Regions from separate parts of the Macaca mulatta genome. Here region 1 is linked to region 2. Evidence: chromatin contacts called from public Hi-C data. All regions are on one chromosome and are shown on one strand. Each heading gives the region's core, a stretch centred on a gene start, on an enhancer-like site or on the middle of the called end of the contact. The rest is flanking DNA. Distances are from core to core; before and after follow the strand shown.

Region 1 (7,283 bases), core at 2,901-5,400, 240 kb after region 2:
ATTGGTACAGAGGAGTCTAGGATTCATATAGGCTCTACCTCTTACCTTCACATTTTTGGGATTCTCTTTGCTTAGAATTGTATTTACTATTTGTTAGAGCTCTTGCACACTCTTTCTCTTTTTCTGCATATGTTGCTGTATGTGTGCATTTTTTTGTTGTTCTTTTCTCACTGCTTTACTCACATGTCCCCGGAGTTATCAATCTATTTTTGAGGCAACTCTTGGGGCTTGTTAATGAATTAATTGGCAAAAAGAAGCCTCTCAGGGAACAAAAGCCCGAGCCTGTTTATACCTCTGAACTTCCTATCTCCTCTCCTTTGCTATCTCCTTTGAACGTGATAAAGAATAGACAATTTAAGTGGCTCAAGTAAGTGGCTCTTTTATATTTACAGAAGGCTACACTTGTATATAAAAGGGGATCTGGGTAATAGATAACGAAAGGATAGGAAAAAGCCACAAAGGAAAGATTCTATAACCTTAGAGAGACCATATGATTTACCACCTAAACTGGGATACTTTAAAGAGTTTAGGTAGGCTGGGCGTGGTGGCTCACGCCTGTAGTCCTAGCTACTTGGGGGACTGAAGCAGGAGGATCCCTTGAACCCCGGAGGTTGAGCCTGATTGCAGTGAGCTGATTGCTGGACTGCACTCCAGCCTGGGAGACAGAGCAAGGTCCTGTCTTTCAAACAAGCAAACAACACCCCCCACAAAAAAAAAATAACCACACACAGATTTTTTGGGGGCATACACGTATTTTGATCAGTTGCTTAGCTATCTCTGTCTCTAATACCATGTTACTGGTAATTTTCTGAAAAATGTATTTTTTTCAATATGGTCTTATTGTTTTAAGTTTTTTCATAAAATTGCCTGCAATCTGTCTCACGATTGCATTTTATGGTTAACAAATTTAACATTACAGGTATCTTCAATTGATTTTTCTCTATAGATCATGTCTACCTAAAAGGAAGAAGTGTAGGCAAAATATGGAGAGGTCATTTCGGCCATGGCTGAGAACTGCAGCCTGGGACACACTTCCAGGTTGCCTTGAACAGTACTCTGGAGAACAATGGGGAGGTTCAAATTTTTTAAGAAAAAAGGATGAATCAGGGGAGGGGGTAATTGCAAAGTTGTTTGTCAAGAATTCTCATTGGTTTAAATAAATTACATTGGGCTGGGTGTGGTGGCTCACACCTGTAATCCCAGCACTTTGGGAGGCCGAGTCAGGAAGATCACTTGAGGTCAGGAGTTCGAGACCAGCCTGGCCAACATGGTGAAACTCCGTCTCTACTAAAAATACAAAATTAGCCAGGTGCGTTGGCATGCACCTGTAATCCCAGCTACTCAGGAGGCTGAGGTATGAGAACCGCTTGAATCCGGGAAGCGGAAGTTGTAGTGAGCCGATATTGTGTCCCTGCACTCCAGCCTGGGCAACAGAGTCAGACTCCGTCTCAAAAAAAAAAAAAAAAAAAAAAAAAAACCAACAAGGGAGTCTCTCTAGACCAAACTAGAAAGATGGACTCTCATATCCACATCATAACCTCATCATGGGAGTTACATCTCATCACTTTTGCCACATTCTATTGGTTAGAAGCCAGTCATAGGTCCAGCTCACATTCAAGGGGAGGAAATTATAGAAAGATGTGAACACTAGAGGGCAGAGATCATGGGCACCATCTTAGAATTCTTCCCAGTGTTCCCTGGGAAATGGCTCCGAGATTGAGATTTGTGTGCAGGTGGATTACTGGGGGTTGCTTCTGGGAACAACACCTGTAAAGGAGTAAGGAAATCAGACTTGGGATAGAGAGGGATAAGTTTCAATAGAGGCTTCAGCCAACCCCACAGACAGTTCTGAAGCAGAGCTGGTCCTTTAAGAGATGTCCTGAAATGAAGCAAAGAAGCCAGGCCTTTAGAACTGCATTGAGCAATCACTGACGGATGCCCCAGGGAAGTGGGTATAACCTTAGGCAAGGCAGCTTCCTTCAACAGAGGGCAGTTTCTGGGGAGAGACTCAGCTGTGAGCTGTCAGTAACTAATACTCCCATCAGCTAATAATGAGTGCCTCAGTTCTGAAAGGGAATCTGAGTGATATATCATCATTACACTTGGTTAACTGGAATATCTCCTCAGTCAGTATACATATTTTCCCAGCACCGTGAATAAAAGTCAGTTGAATGAGAAATTGAAAGTACCTCTGATTGGTCCCCTCCTGCAACCAATCAGGCTGGTGGCAGGCCAAGTTTTCATTTGTATAGGAGTGTAACTGTGTAACTTCACTTCAGCTTCTGATTGGTCGCTTTCTGCAACCAATCAGACTGATCATGGACCACTACTTCATTTGCATGGGGTGTAATGGGAAACCTCTAGAGGGTATTTAAACCCCAGAAACTTCTGTAATCAAGCTCTTGAGCTGCTTGCTCAGGCCTGCTCTCGCCCTGTGGAGTATACTCTTGAAACCGCCTTTGCAAAAATCATAACTGAGGAAATTATGACAGTGAAAGAGATCAGACCTTACCTACCCTATCTTCCTTCTAACTTCTAAAATGTCTTTGTTCATTCCTGGGTATAGGGCAAACTAGCCTTGGGAAGGAATTTATAGTGTAAACTCTGAGACAAAATTGATAATAGCCCTTTCCCCTTCTTGGTGGGGACCAGATTAGAAATTACGGTTTAGGGACCATGCAGCCTTTGGCTGCAAAAGTCTGAACCTCCCCACATTGCTCCTGGGAATAACATCACCATTGCAAAACCTAAGATCAGTGCTTGAGATGTTTTGCAGCCCCTGCATTCTCATGCAGCAGAGGACACCACCCAGACTGATAATCTGGCTCAACTAGCTCCAGGATCCTACCCAGGAAGAACTCACTTTTGCAAGAATTCACTTCGACCCCCTGTTAGTTCATCTTCATTCCGACCAATTAGCACTCCCGACTTTCCCAACCCATACCCGCCAAATTATCCTTAAAAACTCTGATTTTGGAATGCTCAAGAAGACTGATTTGAGTGATAATAAAACTCTGGTCTCCCGCACAACCGCTCTGCGTGAATTACTCTTTCGCCATTGCAATTTCCCTGTCTTGATAAATCAGCTCTGTCTAGGCAGCGGACAAAGTGAACCCATTGGGCGGTTACACTTTCGTTTTCAATACATCTCTGCTTTTATTGCTTAATTCTTTCCTTGCTTTGTGCATTTTGTCCAGTTCTTAGTTCAAGGCTCCAAGAATTTGGACACCCCCACAGGTAACAAGACTACAGGTGCCCGCCACCACGTCTAGCTAACTTTTTGTATTTTTAGTAGAGATGGGGTTTTGCTATGTTGCTCAGGCTGATCTCGATCCACCTGGCTCGAGCAATCCGCCAGCCTTGGCCTCCCAAAGTGCCGGGATTAAAGGCCTGGGCCAAGGCGGCTGGCCCACTAAACTTCTTTGTGCATCAGCTACTTCATTTGCCTAATGAGGATGAAAGTAGTCACTTCTGCGTTTTGTGAGCTTTGGTTAATACACGAAAAATGCCATATCTGTTTGCCATTAGCATCCATCATGCCATAACCAAAAAAATTACATTGCATTTTTATTTTTAAAAAGGTGGGGGCCAGAGTGGACCTGGGCCTTTTCCAACTTATGAGAGGTCTCTTATTAAGCAAGCCTTAAGTAGCAGAATTCCATGAAGGGAGCTGGGAAACCAAGATTTTCTAAAAGGAGGTGGCATTTGCATTAATCCTGGCAGGGCAGCTGCGAATTCCACGGGATTGGGGGTGGCGCCTTTTCCAAGGCAGTCCTGGGCTTACGCTGGGCTGCGGCTGCTCCGGGCGCGTTTCCGGGAAACGCAGCGGCGCCGACCTTGGGTCTCGCACATTCTTCACGTCCGTTCGTAGCGTCACCCGGATCTTCGCCGCCTCACTTGTGGGCCCCTTGGCGACGCTTCCCGCTCCGCCCCTAAGTCGGGAAGGTTCCTTGCGGTTCGCGGCGTGCCGGACGTGACAAACGGAAGCCGCACGTCTCACTAGTACCTTCGCAGACGGACAGCGCCAGGGAGCAATGGCAGCGCGCCGACCGCGATGGGCCGTGGCCAATAGCGGCTGCTCTGCACGGCGCGCCGGGAGCAGCTGCCGGGAAGGGGCGGTGCGGGAGGCGGGGTGTGGGGCGGCAGTGCAGCCCCTGTTCCTGCCCGCGTGGTGTTCGGCATTCTTCTCGTCTCTCGAGCGCACGTCTGCGGTAGGCTCCCTGGTTGTCCGAATCACCGACCTCTCTTCCCAGCTGTATTTCCAAAATGTCGCTTTCTAATAAGCTGACGCTGGACAAGCTGGATGTTAAAGGGAAGCGGGTCGTTATGAGGTAATTCTGCACGTTTGCCCGCGTGGCCTCTGTGCTCTGTCGCAAACCTCTTTGGCCTGAGCCGACTTGTTCTCTCGTCTGCTCTACGTCGCTTTTTGCTTTTGGCTGGGCCCCACGGGTCCTAGGCTTGGAGGGCGAGGCTGCTCACGGGTTTGGTGGTTTCTAGCCGCATTTTCTGCAGCCCAGAAAGCAGCCGAAACCCCCTTCGGGGATGGGTCCCACTAAGGAAGGGCTGAGATTGCTGCTGGGACCCATTTTGTCCTTTTTCCTATTGGTGAAATGCAGTTCCGTTGCCTCCACCTCCCAATCGGCGAGATGAGACTTAATGCTTATCCTGCAAATCTCTAGGCTTCAAGGAAGGACCTTGAAAGGTCATTTTGTTAATTTCCCTTCCCCCACACTCCTAGACCGTCGCAGACAAATGAGAAACGGCCCACATCTCACAGGTCCCTGCACAAAAAGATATCTTTCCAAGAGGATGTTGATTTAACTGTTCAGGAGTAGACCCCCCAGTCCCCCGCCCCTAAAGAATTGGGGTGGGAGGGTAGGGCGGGGCGCACCGGAGGAGGCCCTGCAGAGCTTATGTAATAGGCTTCTGCTGCCCTGCAGCGTGGTATCGTTGGACTCTTGGGCACAGGATTTGCATCAGGATTGTGACATACTAGGTAATGGTAGAGCAGGGTGTGGCTGCTCATACTTGCTGGCCTCCAACCTCATCCCCACGTGTGGCTAGAAAAGCAGAATTTTGAAAGTGGGGGAAGGTTCCTTGTGCACTTTGGGTGTCTTACTCTGCTCATGTTGATCTCTGGTCACTTGCCAACACGGCTTCTCTCTTATCTGCCAGAATTGTTGGTATAGTGTGGAGCTTTTACCTTTATCCTTTTTGTCACGTGTGGTATATTTGTGCATGCCAGGAGCAAGGTGCAGGAGGATGAGTCGGTATGTAACTGATGGACTTGACTGTTCATATACCTTAACAGGATCCAAGAGTGGTGTTTTTGAGGGGTCATAAAGGTTTCTGTTGATAGCATTTTGCAACCTTGACCTTTTTGGGAAGTGGTTGATTGATGGGTAGGCATGTGGCTGGTGTAATCTAGCCCCTTTTCCAATTTGGGCTGGTTCAAATGAGGGCTTGTGTTGGATATTAACAGACACATAAGTCAATAGGAGATCTCCCTTTAACTTTAAACATGCGAGGACACGTTTGAGTTAGGGAAGTGTATGGGTACTCTAAGAGTACATGTAGCTCTCCCCTTCTCTCTAATTTCACTTTGGTCAGTATTACTTTGCAGGTAACCTCTGCCCTGCTGTGGAGATAGAATAACCCAATAATTTATGTCCATGAAAAATACCTGATTTCCACATTTCCCCAAATGGCATAGGCCTTTGCAATCTGGACAAAGTAGGAATCACAGCCATGTTAGTACTAGAAGAGTGCCCTTTCTGGCCCTCATATAATCCTAATAAAAGGGGATAGACCCTGTAAAAAACAGGACAGGTGGACATTGGCATGCAACTAGCTTTTAGGTTTTAATTAGTTCCTTGCATCTCCCCTGTGTTCGAGGCTGATTCTTCCAGATGCATGGACCAACTAAAAGACAAGGAGTGGGACATCATGCGGATAACCTTCCTATAATTGCAGTCTTGGGCTTTATTTCCTCTCTCTGTAGGGAAACTGGCTTGAAGAAGCTAGCTGGGGGTGGGATTGTAGGAGCTGCTTAACTTTTCTCCTTCTGGACCTAATAAAGTTTCATTTAGCACACACCAACCCAAAGCCTTGAAATGATTGGCTAGTCATGTTTTGCCGATGGAAAATGACCTGTTCAGGGTTACTGAACTACTAAGGTGGTGGTGGCAGAGCTGGGAGTAGAATTTGGGTCTCCTTGGCTATCAGCTAGATCCTCTAGATCAGCTAGATATTCGAGACAATATCAGCTAGATATTCGAGACAATGACCAAGGATACGTTGAAATAGACCTTTCTCCTGTAATCTGGATACCTTCTTATTTAGGCTGAGGACAGGAAGTTACATCGTTCCCTGATTATTAATGTATTTCTTTTGAACAGAGAGTTTCATTGTAGGCCTACTTTTTTGGAGGTGCCTAGGCAGCCACGTGGTGTCAGCTCAATTCTTTTTTGTTTCAACGTGGTGGTTGCTGGCAGTGTTTCCGGAGTGGGGCTTCCTGAGTTGAGTAGTGGCTGCCTCATTTGTCGTCTTTGTCCTGCAGAAGTGAACTCTGGTATTTGCTGACTCTTCTGGTCCACTGGTTTGGATTGCCAAGGGAAATTGATTTGTTGAAGGAAAACAGGGTAGCCAGAAACCTCTGACTTGTTAATTACCAGGTTCCATCTTAGTTTTTTAGGACTCCCCAGTTGACTTTACACCCTCTTTGAATACACTTCTGCTTATTTTTGTGGTAATTTCCTTTCTTTCTCTCATAGGTTGCCAGTCATCCTTTGCTTGCACTTCCTTTTTGCTTGCTCCTGCCTGTTTTTTTTTAAACCTCACTGGTTTTCTCCAGCCTGTTGTAACTTGTAAAGAAACTGCTTTGATGTAGTAGGAAGAGAAACAGGAAAAAATTGAGAGCAGAGAAAAAGTCTTTAAGACACCCACAATATCCCAGTTTTCCATGTGGGGCAGTGAAGGACATGGTTCCTTTGAGAGTTTTTAATGGAACTGGACCTGGGACCTGAGATTTCAGGGGATAGAGACTTGATATTCTTATTCCAGCTAAACCAGTATATTTTTTAATGTTTTATTTTGAAATAATTAAAGATTCATGGGAGGTTACGAAGTTAGAGAGGTCTTGTGTTCACCCATTTTCCCCCAACGAATGCATCTTACCTAATTATAGTACAATATCAAAAGTAGGAAATTGCATTGGTATAGAGTGTGTATGGTTCTATGCCATTTTTACGTGCAAAGATTTGTGTAACCACCACCACAATCAA
Region 2 (6,566 bases), core at 3,241-5,740:
TCAGATATTCTACTCCCGGGATCTAAGTCGAACTCCCCACCCCCAACACCTGACGGGGCCCACACTCAAAAGTGTCAAAACTCATAGCTATGCAGATTCACAAGCCTATAGAAGTCGGGCTGTCACCTACCCTACCCCACTCTCAAACTCTACATCCCCAGAAGACGAAGAGTTACAGTTCCTTCTCTCACGAATTCCACAACTCCGAAAACCGCGGAATTGAAGCCATCAGGCATAGAAGCGGCAGGGAAAGGGGGTTGGGATGAGGCAAACAGACCCTCTCAAGCCCCAGTCATTGGGAAAAGTCCATGTCGCTGGAAACCGCGTCCTCACCTCCTTCTTTCTTTGGGCAGAGGCCGAGGGAACGTCGTAAACGATGAGTAGCGCCACCGCCATGGTCAGAGAGACACACCAAACCCACCAACGCGCTGCCATGTTCGCTCCTCTCCCTTCTATAAGCGAAACTTTGCTCCGGCTAGGTCTGAGGGTGGGGCGTGAGAACAGGCAAATCGACCCCTTGCCTTTCCTCATTGGTCCAGCTCAGCCCTGCCAGGCGACCCCTCACATTACGTCACAGTGCCCTGGCGCTACACGCCAGCTAACAGACGGTTGATTTCTAACTGGCCCCGGCAGGCCAATAGAAAAAGGATAATCTGGAGGTTTTTCATTGGTCCGCTAAAGATAATGACCCGCCCCTTCCTCGATACGTATACATCTAGCGCGCTGCCGCTTTCCAAGCACGCATGCGCAGTTGTGAACTATTGCGGCGTTACTGAGTCCAAAATGGCTTGAAGTCGCTAGAACGGAATAGTTCACCCAAAGGCTCATTTAGAAGTCCTTGGAATTCGCTTCCTTCATGTAATATTTTAGAAAAATGGGACCTAGCCAAGCGAGGGATAAGAGCTATCTAGTCCGTGATCCTGCCTCCAAAGTACTTCAAAGTGAAAAAATAAAAGTAGGAAAGCAAAAATATACCTAATATCACTGAGGGAAATTTAAAAATGTAAATATGAACAAGAGCTTGTTGAATACCTATTGTGTTCTAGAAACTGTGCCGGGGCGCTGAAAAAAGAGGACGTCCAAGATTATTTTTAAAAGTTTTTATTTATGGCTTTTTTTGAGATGGAGTTTCGCTCTTGTAGCCAAGGCTGGAGTGCAGTGGCGCGATCTCGGCTCACTGCAACCTCCTCCTCCCGGGTTCAAGCGATTCTCCTGCCTCAGCCTCCCGAGTAGCTGGGATTACAGGCGCCCACCATCACGCCCGGCTAATTTTTCGTATTTTAGTAGAGACGGGGTTTCGCCATGTTGGGGCAGGCTGGTCTCGAACTCCTGACCTCAGGTGATCTGCCCGCCTCGGCCTCCCAAAGTTCTGGGATTACAGGCGTGAGCTACCGCGCCGGCCGGCTGCATTTTTATTTTTATTTTTTTAAAAATCAGTTAAACTCCTTGACTTCACTATTTAAAGCACCAACAAGGACTTTAATTGCAGGGTACAGACAGCAAATTCCTTCCTTTTATTCATTATTTTGTTTGGGGGATGGGTGCAAAAGTAAGGTTGTAAAGAAGAAAAACACCAACAAGATAAAATCAATCTGCCTGCAATTTGGATTCATTTTGATGGTGTGGAAAATATTATATGACTTATTTTAGGCGCTACTGGAAAAAAAAAACAGGAAATTAATTTCAGTATGTTGGAGAGACAAGGAGATGGGATGGAAAGAAAAATAGCTGGTTCTTAAGTGAAGAGATGCGAAGTAGAGATGTGAAAAAAATTAAATTATTTATGGAAACTTATATTAAGAAAACGCAGGCCGGGTGCGGTGGCTCATGCCTGTAATCCCAGCATTTTGGGAGGCCGAGGTGGGTGGATCACCTGAGGTCGGGAGTTCGAGACCAGCCTGACCAACATGGCAAAACCCCTGTCTCTACTAAAAATATAAAAATTAGCCGGCCATGGTGGCGCAGGCCTGTAATCCCAGCTACATAGGAGGCTGAGGCAGAAGACTCGCTTGAACCCCGGAGGCGGCGGTTGCAGTGAGCTGAAATCGTGTTATCACACTCCAGCCTCGGCAACAAGAGTGAAACTCTGTATATATACACACACACAAAAAAAGAAAATGTAAAATAAAAGTACACTGAGACAAACTGTGTGATTCAATTTATATGACATATCACATTCTGGAAAAGGCAAACTCATTGGTACATAGAACAGATTAGTGACTGCCAGGGGCTAGGTTTAGGGAAAGGGGTTGATTACAAAGAGGTCAAACAAGGGTGTTTTTATGATGCTAGAACTATTCTGTCCTTAATTGTGGTGGTGGTGACATAATTGTATGCATTTGTCAAAACGCATAGAACTGTACACTAAAAAGTGAATTTTACTGTGTGTATGTTTTAAAAATAAAAATTTTAAAGTTTAAAAGGGATATCTTACCTATCATATTGACAAAAATCCAAAAGCTTGACACTACATGCTATTAGCAAGGCTGTGGGGAGACAGGCACCCTTTATATTAATACATTGCTGGCGGGAAGGCAAAATGTTACATCTATAATTTGGCGATATCTAACATAACTACACATATATTTATCCTTTAATCCAGCAATCCCACTTCTAGTAACCTACCTTGGAGAGATACATCCAGCAATATGAAAATATGTGTGCACAAAGTTACTCATTTCAGCACTATTGAAACTGAAATATTCTTGAAACTACCTAAATGTTCCAACATAGGAGATTGATTGAATATACTATAGCACATATACACCACAGATTTTGCAGCTGTAAAAAAGGAATGAGGAAGACTTACGTAAAACGATAGTGGATTTTTATGCTACATTTGTATAAAATAGAGAAATAAAACATACAGGTATTTGCCTATTTTTGCAAAAGGAAACACATGAAAGATAAACCAGAAAGTAATGAAATTGGTTACCCATAGGAATTGGTGGAAATGAAATGCAACAGTTGGGAGGGAATGACACTTCTCTAAGTACACTAGTCTGTTTAGTTTTGACTTTTGGAATAATGTTAATATTTTCAATAGTCAAAATGTATTATCAAATCATTTAGTTTTACAAGATGAAAAAGTCTTAGAGAGATGGATAATGGTGATAGTTGCACAACAATGTGAATGCCATTAATGCCACTGAACTGTATGTATTTTGCTTTTTGTTTTGAGACAGGTCTCAGGCTAGAGTGCAGCGGTGCGATCTTGGCTCACCCTAACCTCCGCCTCCCTGGTTCAAGCAAGTCTCATGCCTCAGCCTCCCGAGTAGCTGGGATTACTAGCGTGTGCCACCACGCCCAGCTAATGTTTTTGTGTATTAGTAGAGAAGGGGTTTTGCCATGTAGTCTTTTCTTTTGTTTCTTTCTTTCTTTTTCTTTTCTTTTTTTTTTTTTTTTTTGAGACGGAATCTTGCTCTGTTGCCAGACTGGAGTGCAGTGATGCGATCTCAGCTCACTGCAACCTCCGACTTCCTGGTTCAAGCGATTCTGCCGCCTCAGCCTACAGAGTAGCTGGGATTACAAGCACACGCCACCACGCCCAGCTAATTGTTTGTATTTTTAGTAGAGACGGGGTTTCACCATGTTGGCCAGGATGGTCTCGACTCCTGACCTCGTGATCCACCCACCTCGGCCTCCCAAAGTGCTGGGATTACAGGCGTGAGCCACCGCGCCCGGCCTAACAGCTTTCTTTTCTTTTCTTTTTTTTTTTTTGAGACGGAGTCTCGCTCTGTCGCCCAGGCTGGAGTCCAGTGGCACAATCTCGGCTCACTGCAACCTCCGCCTCCTGGGTTCAAGCGATTATTCTGCCTCAGCCTCCTGAGTAGCTGGGACGACAGGCGCGCGCCACCACGCTTGGCTAATTTTTGTATTTTTAGTAGAGACGGGGGTTTCACCATCGTGGCCAGGCTGGTCTTGAACTCCTGACCTCGTGATCCGCCCACCTTGGCCTCTCAAAGTGCTGGGATTACAGGCGTGAGCCACCGCGCCCGGCCAATAGCTTTCTAAATTTGTTTTATCACATATTTATCTACATATTACAATAGTTTTTACTATTCTTGCAACTTTTCTCTAAACTTGAAGTTATTTGAAAACTAAAAGCTAAGCCAATTAGTATAGTAGTAATAGCAGACCAAAAAAAAATATGACAGAAGTAAAGGAAGTTTTGGAGGAACAGAAAGAAGAAAGAGCTAGTGTGGAGATACCAAACCGAAGCTTGTGGAACTTTAACACCATTTTGAACCTAGTTTCTTAAATGATTCCGCCGAAGATCAGTGTCTCTGCTGCCCTCTATAGAGCTCTAAACCTAGCTTAGAGGAGTTCTTTCATTCTTCATTAACCACCACCCACCGTACGTCATTTTATAAAGCCGGAAACTACATTTCCCAAAAGGCCATTTTTTTCTTCGCGGTAAAAAGGCTTGCAATTACTATAGGTTTTACAGATCTCGCGAGATTGCACCAAATGCCATTAAGAATCCCGGCTGAAAGCCATTTTGTTTTTCAGCTCTGTTCAAGGGTACCTGAAGCGAATTTGCACCAAAGCAGCAGCTCCATTGTCGCAGTTCTAGCTTCACCTTCACGATGTTTCCCTTGGTCAAAAACGCACTAAATCGTCTCCAAGGTGAGCAAAAATTATGACAAATCATTTACAACAACCTTATATCAATTTATCCTCGCAGCCTCGTATCCTTTCCCTCTACCAACATCTCGGCCTTCTAATCCTGAATGCTGTCTCCCATCTTGTCCCAAGTTATTGGGATGATGTCGTTAGCATTGGCTTTATCACCCAGTCTTTCTGTTTCGGTTTCCTGCTCTCTTTGTGTTATCGGAGTGATAGTCTAGCTCTGCTTTTTAATTCTTCAGTAACCTATGATTTCAGGGAAGGACACTCTTGGTAGACACCTCGTTCCTTAAGTGATGTCCTACATTTTAGCTTTGGGGATATGTTTACTCCTAACCCTGTATAGAAGAATATCTTCTCCAATTCCTATTACTGCAATAGACGGAAACTGTAAATCTAGCTCTTCACATGTTTTAATTGCAGGGAAACAACCTAAATGGTATCGATGCAGCTTTGAAGTTATTTGTGGATTAACAATGTTAGCTGGCCAAGCGCGGTGGCTCATGCTTGTAATCCCAGAACTTTGGGAGGCCGAGGCGGGCGGATCACCTGAGGTCAGGAGTTCGAGACCAGCCTGACCAACATGGTGAAGCCCTATTTCTACTAAAAATACAAAAATTAGCCCGGCGTGGTGGCGGGCGCCTGTCAATCCCAGCTATCTGGGAGGCTGAGGCAAGAGAATCGCTTGAACCCGGGAGGCGGAGGTTGCAGTGAGCCAAGACTGCCACTGCACTCCAGCCTGGGCAACAAGAGCGGGACTCCGTCTCGGGGGGGGAAAAAAAAAAAAAAACAATGTTAGCTGTCCTGAAAGTAATCGTGTTCATTTTTTTTCTCATTAAAAGGTTGGGCAGGTACAGGGAGTTTTGAGACCAGCATTATGTAGTGAAAATGCAGTAGACTGAGGAGAACAAATTAATTTTCATACTTGATTTGGGCAGAAGGTGACCTTCAGTAACGTGGGCAGTTGTTACAAAATGAAGGTGACCCTGAATTACTATTTAGTTTAGCCATCTTTTGATTTTCACTTAACAGAATCATTGGAGGATATTACTAGATTGTCTTCTAAACACGTAAGCAACTTTGAAAATAACTACAAAATATTAGCTGGACTATTTTCATATTCCAAAAGTAGCATTTATTATCTCTTTTACTTTGGGCATATGATTTAGCCTTTTTCAACCTCAGTTTCCTTCTTTGTAAAATAAGTAATTTGTAAATAATGCCTAAATTATAAATTGTAAATAATACCTATTTCATGGGGTTGTTGAGGATTTTATGAGATCACCAATGTATGGTAATTAAACAGTTGTCACAGAGGAGAGGGCTAATGAAATCCACCAGAGTTACATGAGTGTGTTGAAGTTATGAGATGTTGCAGAATTTTTTGGTAGTCTTAATTTCTTTGCTTTTTGAGCAAATAGGGCCACCTTGTACCTCAGGAAATGTTTTTTATTTTTTTTCAGTGTGGAATTCACATGCCCACTTCTTATCTTTTCTGGAGCAGAATATATTATGAAATATTTGTAAATTTGCCTATCCCAGTGTGACTAAAAGATGAAAAGGGAAAGCTATGTAAGACAATTAGAAGATCCAATAATGGTCAGATAACTATCTTGAAGTAACCCATTACACCACGTAGAAATATTAATTGCTAGTGAATGGGCAACATTGCAATTTCTTTTTTTTTGGAGACAAAGTTTCGCTCTTGTTGCCCAGGCTGGAGTGCAGTGGCTCAATCTCGACTCACTGCAATCTCAGCCTCCCAGGTTTAAGTAATTCTTCTGCTTCAGGTTCCCTAACTTTTCATTATATATATAAGTACCTTTTGAGGCTCTTTAAAACAATAAGGACCTGCTACTTAAATTGGACAGGAAGGAAAAAAAAAAAACAGCTAGAAACAAGCTTTTTCCAGTCTCGGCTGTTTCCGAAGCCCTCCT

The links. Hi-C and Micro-C count contacts between places; a contact is called where the count stands out from the background.
Region 1: a contact with region 2 is called in a Hi-C map of liver, with 4 times the contacts expected there. The contact joins the promoter of PGK1 here to the promoter of COX7B in region 2. A contact is called at or near these places in 2 of 14 Hi-C or Micro-C datasets (fetal cortex germinal zone and liver).

Annotation. Positions count from the first base shown.
Region 1 is chrX:84,346,011-84,353,293 of T2T-MMU8v2.0, forward strand. PGK1 (phosphoglycerate kinase 1) reads left to right here and starts at 4,151. Exons shown (of 11, transcript NM_001195658.1): 1 at 4,151-4,331. The coding sequence starts at 4,267. LOC144338775 (a long non-coding RNA gene) reads right to left here and starts at 3,916. Exons shown (of 2, transcript XR_013413155.1): 1 at 2,714-3,916; 2 at 119-1,056.
Region 2 is chrX:84,107,914-84,114,479 of T2T-MMU8v2.0, forward strand. COX7B (cytochrome c oxidase subunit 7B) reads left to right here and starts at 4,491. Exons shown (of 3, transcript NM_001258140.1): 1 at 4,491-4,629. The coding sequence starts at 4,590. LOC144338773 (a long non-coding RNA gene) reads right to left here. Exons shown (of 2, transcript XR_013413153.1): 2 at 5,314-6,566. MAGT1 (magnesium transporter 1) reads right to left here and starts at 618. Exons shown (of 10, transcript XM_077989482.1): 1 at 334-618. The coding sequence starts at 531.